Regions from separate parts of the Sus scrofa genome. Here region 2 is linked to region 1. The links are chromatin contacts, called in public HiChIP or PLAC-seq maps. All regions are on one chromosome and are shown on one strand. Each heading gives the region's core, a stretch centred on a gene start, on an enhancer-like site or on the middle of the called end of the contact. The rest is flanking DNA. Distances are from core to core; before and after follow the strand shown.

What was found. HiChIP or PLAC-seq counts read pairs in DNA pulled down with a chosen protein or histone mark.
Region 2: a contact with region 1 is called in an H3K27ac HiChIP or PLAC-seq map of alveolar macrophages. The contact joins the promoter of GOLM1 here to the promoter of ISCA1 in region 1. A contact is called at or near these places in 2 of 47 Hi-C or Micro-C datasets (brain and embryonic fibroblasts) and 2 of 2 datasets of contacts at active chromatin or transcription factors (alveolar macrophages and skeletal muscle).

The regions. Positions count from the first base shown.
Region 1 is chr10:29,063,076-29,069,335 of Sscrofa11.1, forward strand. It overlaps ISCA1 (iron-sulfur cluster assembly 1 homolog, mitochondrial), which reads left to right and starts at 3,060. Exons shown (of 4, transcript XM_003357702.4): 1 at 3,060-3,266. The coding sequence starts at 3,108. LOC102160368 (a long non-coding RNA gene) reads right to left here and starts at 3,036. Exons shown (of 2, transcript XR_001304283.2): 1 at 2,830-3,036; 2 at 1-2,639.
Region 2 is chr10:29,114,396-29,120,655 of Sscrofa11.1, forward strand. GOLM1 (Golgi membrane protein 1) reads left to right here and starts at 3,183. Exons shown (of 10, transcript XM_021064635.1): 1 at 3,183-3,331.

The DNA.
Region 1 (6,260 bases), core at 1,810-4,309:
TATGTTTTCTTTCTTGAAAGCAGGCTTGTTTGGACAGCAGCAGTCAAGAATGTAGCCCACTCTCTCTTCAGTGAGTGGAATTCTAAGCTTCATTAAGGTTCTGGCCCTGCCTTGTTTCCAGATGAGAATGTGGCAATCTGTACCCCCTCTTAGCAGTTGAATTTCCTTGCCTAGAAGATGAAAATCATACCCGCCCTTCCACAGCTGTGAGGATCAAATGCAGTCTTAACTGAGAAAACACTTCTGGCGGTTTGTGTTTTCAGAACCCTGAAATTCAATCCTGAAGTGCAGTGTTGAACATTTCCCTGTTGCAAGTTTTTAAAACTATTAGGGGAAATCTAGACGTGGTTACAGCTTACAAACTCCTTCAGCAGTTCCCACACCTACTTAATTTCCACACCACTGAACAGCTGCAGCTCTGAGATAAAGGAACACTTTTTTTTAATATATCATGAAGACACTTTCTTCTTCTAACATGCCAGTTTTTTTCAGGGACCTGCACCAGTTTCAAATAACATTAGACATGCCTAATCCACTGACAAACATTATGTGATTTAGCACGTACATGCAAAAACAGCTAATAAGTTAAAAACTGAGTATTGAGTATTAAAGTAGAGGAAAAAAAGCTATTTAAACATGCACAGGATCCTCAATTCAAACATTTAGTAGTAGATTTTTTTTTTTTTTTTTGTCTTTTTTTTTGCCATTTCTAGGGCCGCTCCCGAGGCACATGGAGGTTCCCAGGCTAGGGGTCCAATCAGAGCTGTAGCCTCCGGCCTACGCCAGAGCCACAGCAACGTGGAATCCAAGCCGCGTCTGCAACCTACACCACAGCTCACGGCAATGCCGGATAGTTAACCCACTGAGCAAGGGCAGGGACCGAACCCACAACCTCATGGTTCCTAATCGGATTTGTTAACCAATGCACCATGACGGGAACTCCAGTAGTAGATTTTTAAAACTGTCCAATTCAGCACTATACTGAAAGGCTTGAGTTTAAGCATCATTTATGAAGTGGGGATGGGATTTTTTTGGCCATGCCCACAGCAGTCCAGGGATTGAACTTGAACCTCATCAGTGACAACACCAAATCCTTAACCACTAGGCCACCAGGGAACTCCTAAGCATCATTTATAAAATAGTTATGCCAATGCTACTGCTCTGTGTGGCTCAAAGTTGTGAGGCTCCCATGAGATAATGTACTCAAAGGTTCTGAAACCCAGTAAAGTGCTGCACAACTACATAACATTTTTTTCAGTAACTGATAAAAAATGATATATAGCATCTTTTTTACATTTTTATTAATGAATTCTTTTAGGGCAGTTTTACGTTCACAGCAGAATTAGGCAGAAAGTAGAGTTTCCTTATGCCCTGCAGTGCACCAATCTCCACCACCGTCCACATCCGGCACCAGAGTGGGACATGTGTTACAATCTATGAATCTCTACATGGACACATCATTATCACCCAAGTCCACTGTTTACATTCAGATTCATTCCTGGTATAGCACATTCTACTGATTTGGACAAATGCATAATGACATTGTACCATACAGAGTGTTTACACAATTTTATGGCATCTCTAAATATCCATTAACGGGAGTTCCTGTTGTGCTCAGTGGCAAGAAGATGCGGGTTCTACCCCTGGCCTGGCACAGTGGGTTAAGGATCCATTCTTGCCTTGAGCTGTGGTCACAGACATGGCTGGGATCCAGCATTGCTGTGGCTGCAGCCTAGGCTGGCAGCTGCAGGTCTAATTTGACCCCTAGCCTGGGAACTTCCATATGCCACAGGTAAGGCCCTAAAAAAAAAAGCAAAAAAAAAATTATCCATTAATAATTAGTAGTGGTGTTTAATCTGCACCACATCTGTAGGAGGAAGAGCAGGAGAAAAATGCCCTATACCAGATCAACCAGCTAGTTAAAGATGAAGCCGAGAGACATACCACACTACCGTCGCCTAATCCCAGTTTCCTCTGTGCACCGTGGGGCCTGGGGAAATAACCATTCTCTTAATGTCAGTGTGATTGCATTTCAACAGCAGAGAGACAAGTGATGTAACGAAATCTAACTACAATCCTGTAGGCTCCAAGGGGCCTAAAACACTAAGCTCCTCTTGTAGGAGGTTGGGGATAGTCATTGGCCTAGCCCCACCCCGCCCGCCCCCGGCCGGGCATTAAAAAAACACTTCACTGATTAGTTCTTTCCTTATCAAAACAGAACTGGAATTCCTCCCCAGCACCACTCCACAGAACCTCCTCCCTTTCCCCCTTACCTCTAGCGCTTCCAGGAGAAATGCCACCTTTCCTCATGGTCTCCCATCTTACCCCCCTGCTGCACTTCTATCCTACCAGGATCTCATTCTCCAAACCCTCTATTTACCAGGCTTCCTGTGTATGCCCGGGTATACTGCAGGCTGCACAGTGCATGCGACTCAGGAATATTTGCTGAATCAAAAGGCAGAAGCACCTGAGTACCCAAGATCTAACAAGCAACATGTATTCAATCTAGCTATTGACTGGTACTTGCTATAAAAGTATTACCAGAGCTGCCCGGTCACATCTCAGAGTAAGACTGTGTTCCAAATTCAGCACCCGAAGAGAACACTGCGTTAGTACCGTCTTTCAACGTCCCAAACAGCCTGTGGAAAGAGGGAGGGGAGAAGGAGAGGTTGTTTATCGAGAATCTGCGGTAATTCTACGCCCTTAATAACTCCCTAGCTGGACCAAAAAGGAAGACAGACGTGTACTACGTCTGGGCCTCGGAACCACTCTGTCCTTGAGAGCACCAGCCGGTGGACTTATTTGCGTTCTTAAGCGGCAGCGCCGCACCTTGCTCCGCAGGCAGGTAATGGAACTACGCGCTTTCACAGTCCACAAGTCGGAGCTAACTCCACATGCCCTAATCTGCACGGAGACAGCGCACTGAGACCTTGCGCAGAGGGACGACCTTTCCCTCGCCCCCTGCGCCCCCACATCACGTGACCACTGCCCGGGCGTCCGGCCCCGCCCTCCGGCCATCACTCACGCGGCCCGCCCAATGGCCACGGCGAGGGCGGGCCCGCGCAGGGCGGGGCCTCGGCCACCGTGCGCCGGAGCCTGTGGCGTCAATGCGCCAGCCGTGTCCATGGAGAGAGGCTGAGGTGGCCGAGCTCCGGCCCAGGTACCGGGTCGCCGGGACGGCGAAGATGTCCGCTTCGTTAGTCCGGGCCACTGTCCGGGCTGTGAGCAAGAGGAAGCTGCAGCCCACCCGGGCCGCCCTCACCCTGGTGAGTGGCCAGGACGCGCGGTCGGGCCCGTGACTTTGGTTCCCCTCTGCCCCCGCGAGGGGGGTGGCGGGGCACGGCCGGCCGACGTTGCCCTGGTCCCCCTCTGCAGCCGCCGCTTCGCCGCCCCCTCCCTTCGGAACTCGTCCCTGCTGGGGAGATAAACAGGCGCGGGAGGGGCTGCTCCGCGGGAGCCGGGAGCCCGGGAACTACGTTTCCCAGCAGGCCGTGCGCCGCCGCGTAGAGGGGGGAGGGGGCGCGAGCTAGGCGCCCAGCAGTCAGCCGCGGTGTTCTTGGAGCCTGGGGCAGCGGAGGTCTTGTAGGGGCTAGGGTGTAGGTTATTTAGAGATCTGTGTGTCAGGTGCCGGGGTTAGCTGGATGAATGAACCTGGGTAGCTGTCCTTGAGGCGCTTGGGGAGAACCTTGGCTAGCCGAAGTGTGAGTGCGTGAGCGCCGGTGAGAGCGCAGAGGTGACAAAGCCCACGCTCTGGCGAAATCAAGACTGCAGTGCATAAAGGGTTACTTCCTGGTGTCTACGGTGGAAGAGAGTTTTTGAAACGCACTCTCTGCTTCCAGCGGTGTTGGGCCGTGGTCACGTCTTAAAAGGGACAAAGAAGGATACATTTCCGCCCAGAGTGAGTTTATAGTGTTTTTTGGGTGAAGGGTCAAACATTCAAAGGGCACCAGCATACGCGCTGCAGATAAAGAATTTACTACGCGTGCTGGATCATCGGCGTACTGCGCCGTGTTTTTTTCTTTTTCTTTTTTTTTTTAAGCTAAGGGAACATTCACATAAAATGTACCATTTTAAAGCGTTCGATTTGGTGGCATTTAGTACATTCGCAGTATTTTGCCCCCGTCGCTTCTACGTAGTTCCGAAACATCTGTACCCGAAGGAAAACCCCAGTGTCCATTAACCAGTCACTATTTGCGTTTTGAAAGATTTATTTCATAGGAAAGCTAATGATCAGTTCAACATTCTTTTCACACACACACCCCACTCCTGATTAAGGAGAAGCTTTTGTGTAAGCACTCCAGTTCCTAAAGACCGGAAAACAAATTATATTGAATCATAGATTCTGTTTCATCTAATGCCACAAGAAAGTCTGTTGCCAGAAAATTAGTTGTAGCAAAGCAGAAGAAAGTCGTGATCAGGTGGGCGAATTTATTTTTATGGTGGCTCACTGTTTTAGGTCCATAAGGAAGTTATACTGTTTGTATATGATATTCTACATTCCTTTTTTCTGTACCACCAAGCCTGCTTCATGTCATGAAAGATCATCAAATCTTAGAATTTTCCAAGGTCTTGAAATAAGAACTAGTTGGCACTACTCCTAGTTTGTGTCTCCTTTCAGTCACAGTTAAAAGATTTCTGAATCAAAAGAATTCTACCAGTTCTAGTAATGGTAGTGCCAGGAAGAGTCAGAAAGTGTGGCGACACTTTTTTTGCCTTTTCTTTCTCCACCATTTGGCGTGTTACCTGTTTCTTCAAAATTTCTGAGTTCCACAGTTGCCCTTGTGGCTCATCGGTAACAAACCTGGTTATCCATGAGAACGCGGGTTCCATCCCGGATCCATGGGTTAAGGATCCAGTGTTGCCATGAGCTGTGGTGTAGGTTCCAGACACGGCTGGGATCCTGCGTCACTGTGACTGTGGCTAGGCCGGCAGCTGCAGCTCTGATTCAACCCCTGGACTAGAAACTTCCACATGCCATGGATGTGGCCCTAAAAGGCAAAAAAAAAAAAAAAAAAAAAAATTCTTGAGTTCCTTCTCTCCATTCCTACTTAGTCATCAGACATTTAAGGCCCAGATTTCCCACCTTCCTGGGGCCCACCTTTGACGCCTCTAGAAGTTACTAGGAATAACAACCCAGCCCACATTCTCACTTGCTCCTTTATGCTTTGTTATTTGTTGCAGTTTACCAGGCCAGTTCTGCTACCAGCACTGCTTTATCATATCAGTTTTTATAATTGCCTTAGATTAACGTGCAGGAGTCCATTGTCTGAATTTATCCTACATAACTGTCTAGCTGACTTTATGAGCCCCTTTCCCTGTGATCTTAGAAGCTGGTGCCAAAGCATGGCCCTCTTGCTTTCTACCAAAGGTCTGTGGTAGCAGGCTTGCTGTCATTTTAATCCTGGCCTATGTTCCCTAGTCTTAACACAAGTGTTTTTGCAAACATTTAAGCCCCCCATGTTCACTTAAGTGCAAAAGCATTGAAAGCATCAAAGGACTATTGAGCGAAGACAGATGAGAGCAAATGAAACTAGAGAGAGTTCAATAAAATGGGTAAGAAGAGACAAATGTTCAAATATATAAATTTTTAAATAAGGAATCTGACTTGTTGCAACCTTTGAGAAGGGCTGTAACTGGGTCATCTACCAGAGGTCAGCAAGAGGCTAGGGAAAGGAAATGATGAAGTAAAAGCATGATTCCACATTGTCAGCACCAAAATTATCTGCGTTAAATGATGTTAATCCAGGAGAGGATTGACGATTTGCTGAAGAGAAAGACCTAAAAGAATGGTCACAGGTACTTTTATGCAACCATAGGTGGGCCCCTGCTAGAATGCTTTAAGACTTCAACCCACCATATCAAAGCGAGTACCCTTGACACTACAGAGAACAAACATCCTAGGAGGATGACATCCCCCCCTTCCCCTTCTTCCCTGGAGACCCAGTAATTGACAAAAGGAGTTGAACATACAGGAGCCAGAGTAAAATAGGACTAAGGAAGCTAGATTTAACACTACACTGTTGGCAGAGTCCTTTATTTCCATCGTTGTACAAATCAGAGCTCTTGCGGCCCTAATTTAGGATTAGGGATGTACCCACAGCAGTGCCCAAAGCTCAGCCAAAGCTGTGAAGATTGATAGCACATAGCCAGCATTATCCTTGATACACAGGAGAGACGTTACTTCATGGTGTACGTTTAATGCTTTAGGGCTTAACTTTCTAGCAGCAGCACCTTGTTGAGAAGGGTGCTGGGCATCAATA
Region 2 (6,260 bases), core at 1,933-4,432, 51 kb after region 1:
TATTTGCCTGCCATTGTCCATTCTATCCCCTCTTTTTATAGGCATCACAATCTGCTTTTGAGGAATTAGTGGCTGCATCTGGCTACAAAAAAGAGTTGTTCCTGCTATCCTGGGAGTTGGGCATTGGATCAAATTCCTCCAACTGGAAGCTCCTTCCTGACACTTTGTATCTCGAGCAAGTGTTGCGAAGAAATGGCATCAATTGAAGGTTTTATTTCCTAAAGACGCCCGGCAGCGTGGCATATATACTACACTATCTGCTATGTCACTTTTGCAGTGACTTCTGCTCCCTAGCCTTCTGCAGCATCTAGGTTTTCCAAACTGATTAAAAATCAATCCATATAATTTCTCTGATTCTCACCATGGACTCTCGGAGACCCTGACATGTGCCCAATCAAATACTTTTTTCCTTAAGATTTATAAATGCTGTTTCTGTTGTTTGCAACAAAACACTCAGATTGATTCTGCATTGTTGTTCTATTATGTCTCATGTTTATTTCTAGCAAGTTCTAGGATATGGTGAAATTCTCAGAATTGCGGGATAAACTGAAGACTCAGGTTTGAGAAGCACAGGAACCAGCCCCACAGACCTACAAGCCAAAATTGATGTCTGTCACCACAGAGATAAGTACATATCAGTCTTTTTAAAGCATTGTGTCCTCGCTTTGTTCATCCCAGAAACAGAGTGTAATGACGGTAAGGTCTGTGGTAGGCAAAATAACAGCCCATCAAGATGTTCCTGTCTTGGAGTTCCCGTCGTGGCGCAGTGGTTAACGAATCCGACTAGGAACCATGAGGTCGGGGTTCGTCCTGCCTTGCTCAGTGGGTAACATCCGGCGTGCCGTGAGCTGTGGTGTAGGTGCAGACTCGGCTCGGATCCACGTTGCTGTGGCTCTGGCGTAGGCGGTAGCTACAGCTCCGATTCAACCCTAGCCTGGAACTCCATATGCCGAAGCGCCCGAGATAGCAATAACAACAACAACAAACAACAAAAAAAAAAAAAAAAAAAAAAAAAAACAAAAAAAACTATAAAAAAAAAAAAAAAAAAAAAAAAAAAAGATGTTCCTGTCTTAATCCCTGAAACCTGTCAAAGTTACCTTGAATGGCAAAAGCGCCTTTGCAGAGGTGATTAAATTAAGGACCCGCGCTAAGGAGATTATCTTGGATCATTTGGGTGGAACCAATGGAATCACAAAGGTCCTCAAAAGTGAAGCAACTTGGAGTTCCTGTCATGGCTCAGCTGAAACAAATCTAATCCATGAGGAGGCAGGTTTGATCCCTGGCCTTGCTCAGTGGTTTAAGGATCCAAAGTTGCTGTGAGCTGTGGTGTAGGTCGCAGATGTGGCTCAGATCTGGCATTGCTGGGGCTGAGGCTGTGTCCGTGGCTGTGTCCGTGGCTGTGGCTAGTGGCTACAGCTCCCATTCGATCCCTAGCCTGGGAACCTCCATATGCCGCGGGCCTGGCCCTTAAAAAAAAAAGTGAAGAAACTTTCTCAGCTGGATCTGAGAGAAGTGACTATGGAAGTGGGATTAGAGAGGTATTCCTGATTTTGAAGCTTGCTGGTTTGGAAAATAAAAGAAGCCGGTTATGAGCTGAAGAATGCAAGCAGTCTCTAGACACTGGAAAAGGCAATAAAATGGATCTTCTTGAGAGCCTCTGGAAAGGAATGGAGCCCTGCTGACACCTTGGTTTTAGCCCAGTGAGATTTTTGACTAACAGAACCGTGTCATTTTAACTCTAGGTGTGTGATAATTTGTTAGGGCAGCAAACAGAAAACAAATGCAAAGGGTCTACCCCTTGAGCTGCAGAGGACATCACTTTGATTGACAGCCCAACCAAGGCTATATCCCTTGGAGAGCAGGAGATAAGTGCCTGTATGGAAATCAGGTGCCATTAGCTAGTAAGGGAAAGGATGCTGAACAGACAAAACCGGTGCCACTGCCACCAACCCCCGTTGGCCCCGTGCACATTGTTTAATCAACATCTCTCCAGCAGAATTTTTAAAGTCAGCAACTGATTACATCAAACCCTCTGGGTGAGAAGACTTGAGAAAATAGAAGAGAGCTTTATAAAGAATGTAAATCCTTTTACATATGCACTATTGCATATATAAGTATTGTCTCTTCAAAGAACTTCAAAAGAATGTCTTAAAAATTCTCAATTTCGTCACGAAGATTCTTATAAAGCTTGAAAAGGGCTGATTCTCTTTCAGTGAAGATGTAGTTAATGTAGCCAGCTTCCCTAGTACCTAGACATATGGACCTCTCCCATAAAGTGCTTAAGAATTACTGACTTCATCACTAATTAGCTGTTGATAAATGAGCAACACTAATGGAGACCTACTTAGAGGCAAATGAGATGGAAGTTACAGTCCACAATCTAAGAAGGCACAACATTACTAGGAGAGCCAAAAGGGGCAATGAGGGAAATTACTGTTCTTGTCCCAAAGCCCTGATTTTGGACACTGAAGGTCAGCAGAAGATCAGCACCAAGAGCTTCAAGTCAAACCCTCAGAAAAGCCAGGTCTCAGGGGCAACAACACACTCTCAGCTTTTGAACACCTGGTGTGACCAGCTGGCAGTCTAACAACAGGTAATGAAAACATCATATTGGACTCTACAGAATATGACTCCAAAGGGGTCATTATTGCCAGCTCATTATTCAGGTAAAAGATTTTGGCTCATAAAGATACTCATCCTGAAGTTAAGGAGACCCATGCTCAGGTGGTACTAAAGCATCTTGGTCACCATTTTCAAGATAAGCCTGTTTGGGTGGAAAACAATTTTGGCTGTGAGCATCCCCTCAGGAGCATGTCCCTTTTTCTTCGGCATTGGGATTTGGGACAGGTGAGCCAAGGGGCTCTTTTCCCAGGCACCAGAGCCAGGTAGATTCAAAAAGAGCTGATTCTAGGGAAATGATTTCAATCCTGGCCATATGTTAGAACTATCAGGGAAACCTTCAAACAAAAATACCAATGCTCAGGCTCAGAACTCCAGAGGTGGGACCCTGGCAATACTCTAAGAGCTCCCAGATAATTCTAACGTCTGACTAGCGCTGTGAGGGTTAAGAACCACTGCTTTAGAATTTTCTAGTATCGTTATTCCATCGGTCATTAGTCCGTGCCATCATCCTCTCAGGCAGGTGTGGCTCAACAACGCTTCTCAAACTTCCGTGTGCCGAAGGGGCAGCAGGGCAGTGTTTACAAATCAGACTCCCAGTCTCCGTCTGCAGGGAGTTCTAGAGACTCCCGCTTGCGCAGCGCCCAGCAATCTTCGTTTTATCTGGGGCTTGCGCTCGGAGGGTCGCAAACCGACAAATTAGCGCTGAGAGGTAACAGCCGTGGGGAGGTCAGGGCTACATGGGAAGGGCTGGTGGAAGAGAAAGGCACACTGGTGAGGAGATTCCCTAGAGACCCGTCTTTCCTCGGTCCCTCTACGCTGGGCGGTTTGGCCCGGGACCACTGAAAAAGGAGACGTGAGCGCGGCCAGGAGTGCGGCGCTGGGTGTGGTCGTCTCTGGGTTCCGGAAAATTCCTTCGGGGCGGGGGTGGGCCGCGGGGGTAGGATGCGGGGTGGGGTGGGTAGGTGGTCTCGCTGGGTCCCTTCCCTCCGCCGCCGCTTCCCACCCTACGCCCGTCCTTCGGAAGCATCGGCACCGCGCAACTCTGCTCTCGAACCGCGTCCCGAAGACACGCCGGGAGCCACTGCAAGGGGTTGGGAAGGGGCGGCGGGAGGGGGCGCGCCGGGATTGTTCGGCTCCCGCCGAGGGGCGGCCGCGGGCCCGGGTGCGCGCACCGTGGGGCCGGCGTCCGGGCGCAGCCCCGGCCTCGCCTCCTCCTCGCGCTCGCGGCGCCGCCTCCCTCCCTGCGCCGGCGGCGCTGCCCGGGGGCGGGGTCTCGCGGCTGCGGAGGCCGGAGACGCGGCGGCGCTGGGCGCCGCGCGGGGCACTGGGCTCGGAGCAGGCGGGAAGCGAGAGGCCGGCGGCGGCGGCGGCGGGAGGGCGGCTCGGGCGGCCTGGAAGCCGGGTCCCGCAGCACCAAGGGGCCGCCAGAGCTTCGGCCAGAGGTGAGTGGGCGGCGCGCGTGCCCCGCGTGCCCTCTGGCAGCCTTCTCTCTCCTTGTCCCTCCTCGGTTCCGGGCCCGCGCTGAAGGACCCCGCGCCGGGCCCCGGAGACACCCCCCCGGCTGGCACCTGGGCCGCAGCCTTTTACTGAAATCGGTTCGGGGTGGGCTCTGCATCTCCCCGCTCCAGAGCTTCCTTCCCGGGACCGCCCCGACCCGCTGGGCTGCCCTGCGGAGGCCGGTCTGGGGAGATGCGGGGCCTCGCTTTTTGTTCTTAGCTGTGTCACGCGCGTCGGGATCCAAAGTCGAAAGCGTGCATCCCCAAAGTCGCGCTAGGACCAGCGGTGCGGGCGTGATTGACGCGCGGGGAGGGCGGGCTGGCTCCGCCGCTCATCTTCTTCTCTTTCCCCTCCGCCCCGGGCGCGCTCGGGCCGCCGCGGTGCCCACGTTGGCAGCGGTCGCGCCCTGGCAGGTGACCGGGAGCCTGACGCCCGGTCCTGGGGCCTCGAGGTGCCGAACTCCTTTGAAGCCTGCCTCAGATTTGCTTTAGGTTCTCTTCCGTACGTACCTGTACCTTTGGCGGTGTTGGGGATTCACAGAACTTTTGATCTGCTGGAAAAATAGTTTTCTGGGTTGACATACTCTGTATACCTCACGCCCTATTTAGTATTTGTAATGATTTTTCTGTGTATGTGTGAAACAAAATAGGCGAAACACCTATTTTGATGAATGTTCTTTTTAGCGGAATTTAAGTATGATCGTATTTAGTGTGTCATGATGCTTCTGATCAATTTCAGAGATCCCGTTTCCAATTGTGCCAAACCAAACTTGTGTGGCTTTCACGGTTTTGAGATTTTCTTTGTCTGGTTTAGGGTCTCCAAGGCCCAGTTGCCCTAAATTGTGCACTTGTTGGGGGACATTCCTGGGGACAGAGTAAGATGCCCAGGAGCCTGATGAAATACTTAGGTTCTAGAGTGACTCTGGCTCATGGCCATGAGATTGACTCAAATTTAGGTAGTTGTCATATTTTTCAATTTTTTGTAGCATGGGACCTCGGGAGTAGTGGACTCTTGTCCGTCCTTGTGGGTCTCCTAGGGCATCCCAATTCCTATGTTTGTTATAGAAGATTAAGCTTATGCTTTTGGGAAGAATACTTTTTATTTGTAGACAGAAACGAGTCACTTGCTAAGACTTTTTGTTCCTAGGTCAGAACTCAATTTTTTTTTGGTTTGTTTTTGTCTTTTTAGAGGCGCACCCCCCCCGCATATGGAAGTTCCCAGGCTAGGGGTCTAATTGCAGCTACATCCGCCGGCCTATACCACAGCACAGCAAAGCCAGATCCGAGCTGTGTCTTCGACCTGCACCACAGCTCACAGCAACACCGTATCCTTAACTCATTGAGTGAGGCCAGGGATGGAACCTGCATCCTCACGGATACTAGTCAGATTGTTTCTGCTGAGCCACGATGGGAACTTCGGAACTCAGTTTTTAAGGTGTCTGTGACCAAAAGGCATTGAATTCTTAGGATGTTTGAAGAAAACAGGTTAACGGCTCAAGATGTATTTTGTTCTACTGTGGAGATATTATCCCATTTTTTTCTTTCCCATTGATTTTGCTGAAAGATGAGAGACCAAGGATGAGAAGAGGGAATGCTGGGGGGAGGGGTCAGATTTCAAGGACTTTGCACTTAGGCGCTACGGATGCCTTCTTCTTTCTAATCGTTGGCCCTAGGTCCAGTTGTTGATGAGGAAATGAAAAGATTTTGCATTTATATTGTTTGGTTTTTTTTTTTGAGGGGTGGGGCTGAGACAGCTGTGAGGATGTTGACGGAGTTTGGCCCAGGGCTACCTTCGGTCCATTTATGCGGCCACTTTCCCCCAGCAGGGAGGGAACTGCTGACCCCGCTGAAGGTCCTGCGAACCGTGAGGCTGGCTTTCTGCATGCAGAGCACAAAGGGTATCAGGGTAGAGCCTGGGGAAGCTGCCTGGGGGGAGAGTGGAAGGTGGGGTGTCACTCTCGCTGGCTGTGCTGAGTGGGAACAGGATCCTGTGACAGACAGTTTAGTGCAAGGGAGCTTGAAGGCAGTGTAGTCCCTGAAGACCAGCCCTGCTTCTAAAGAGGCCCGGCATGGCCATGACAGGGGGAGGCAGGGACAGGGAGGAGAGGCCCTGTGCCTGGGGCTTTAATTGAGTTGTGTAAT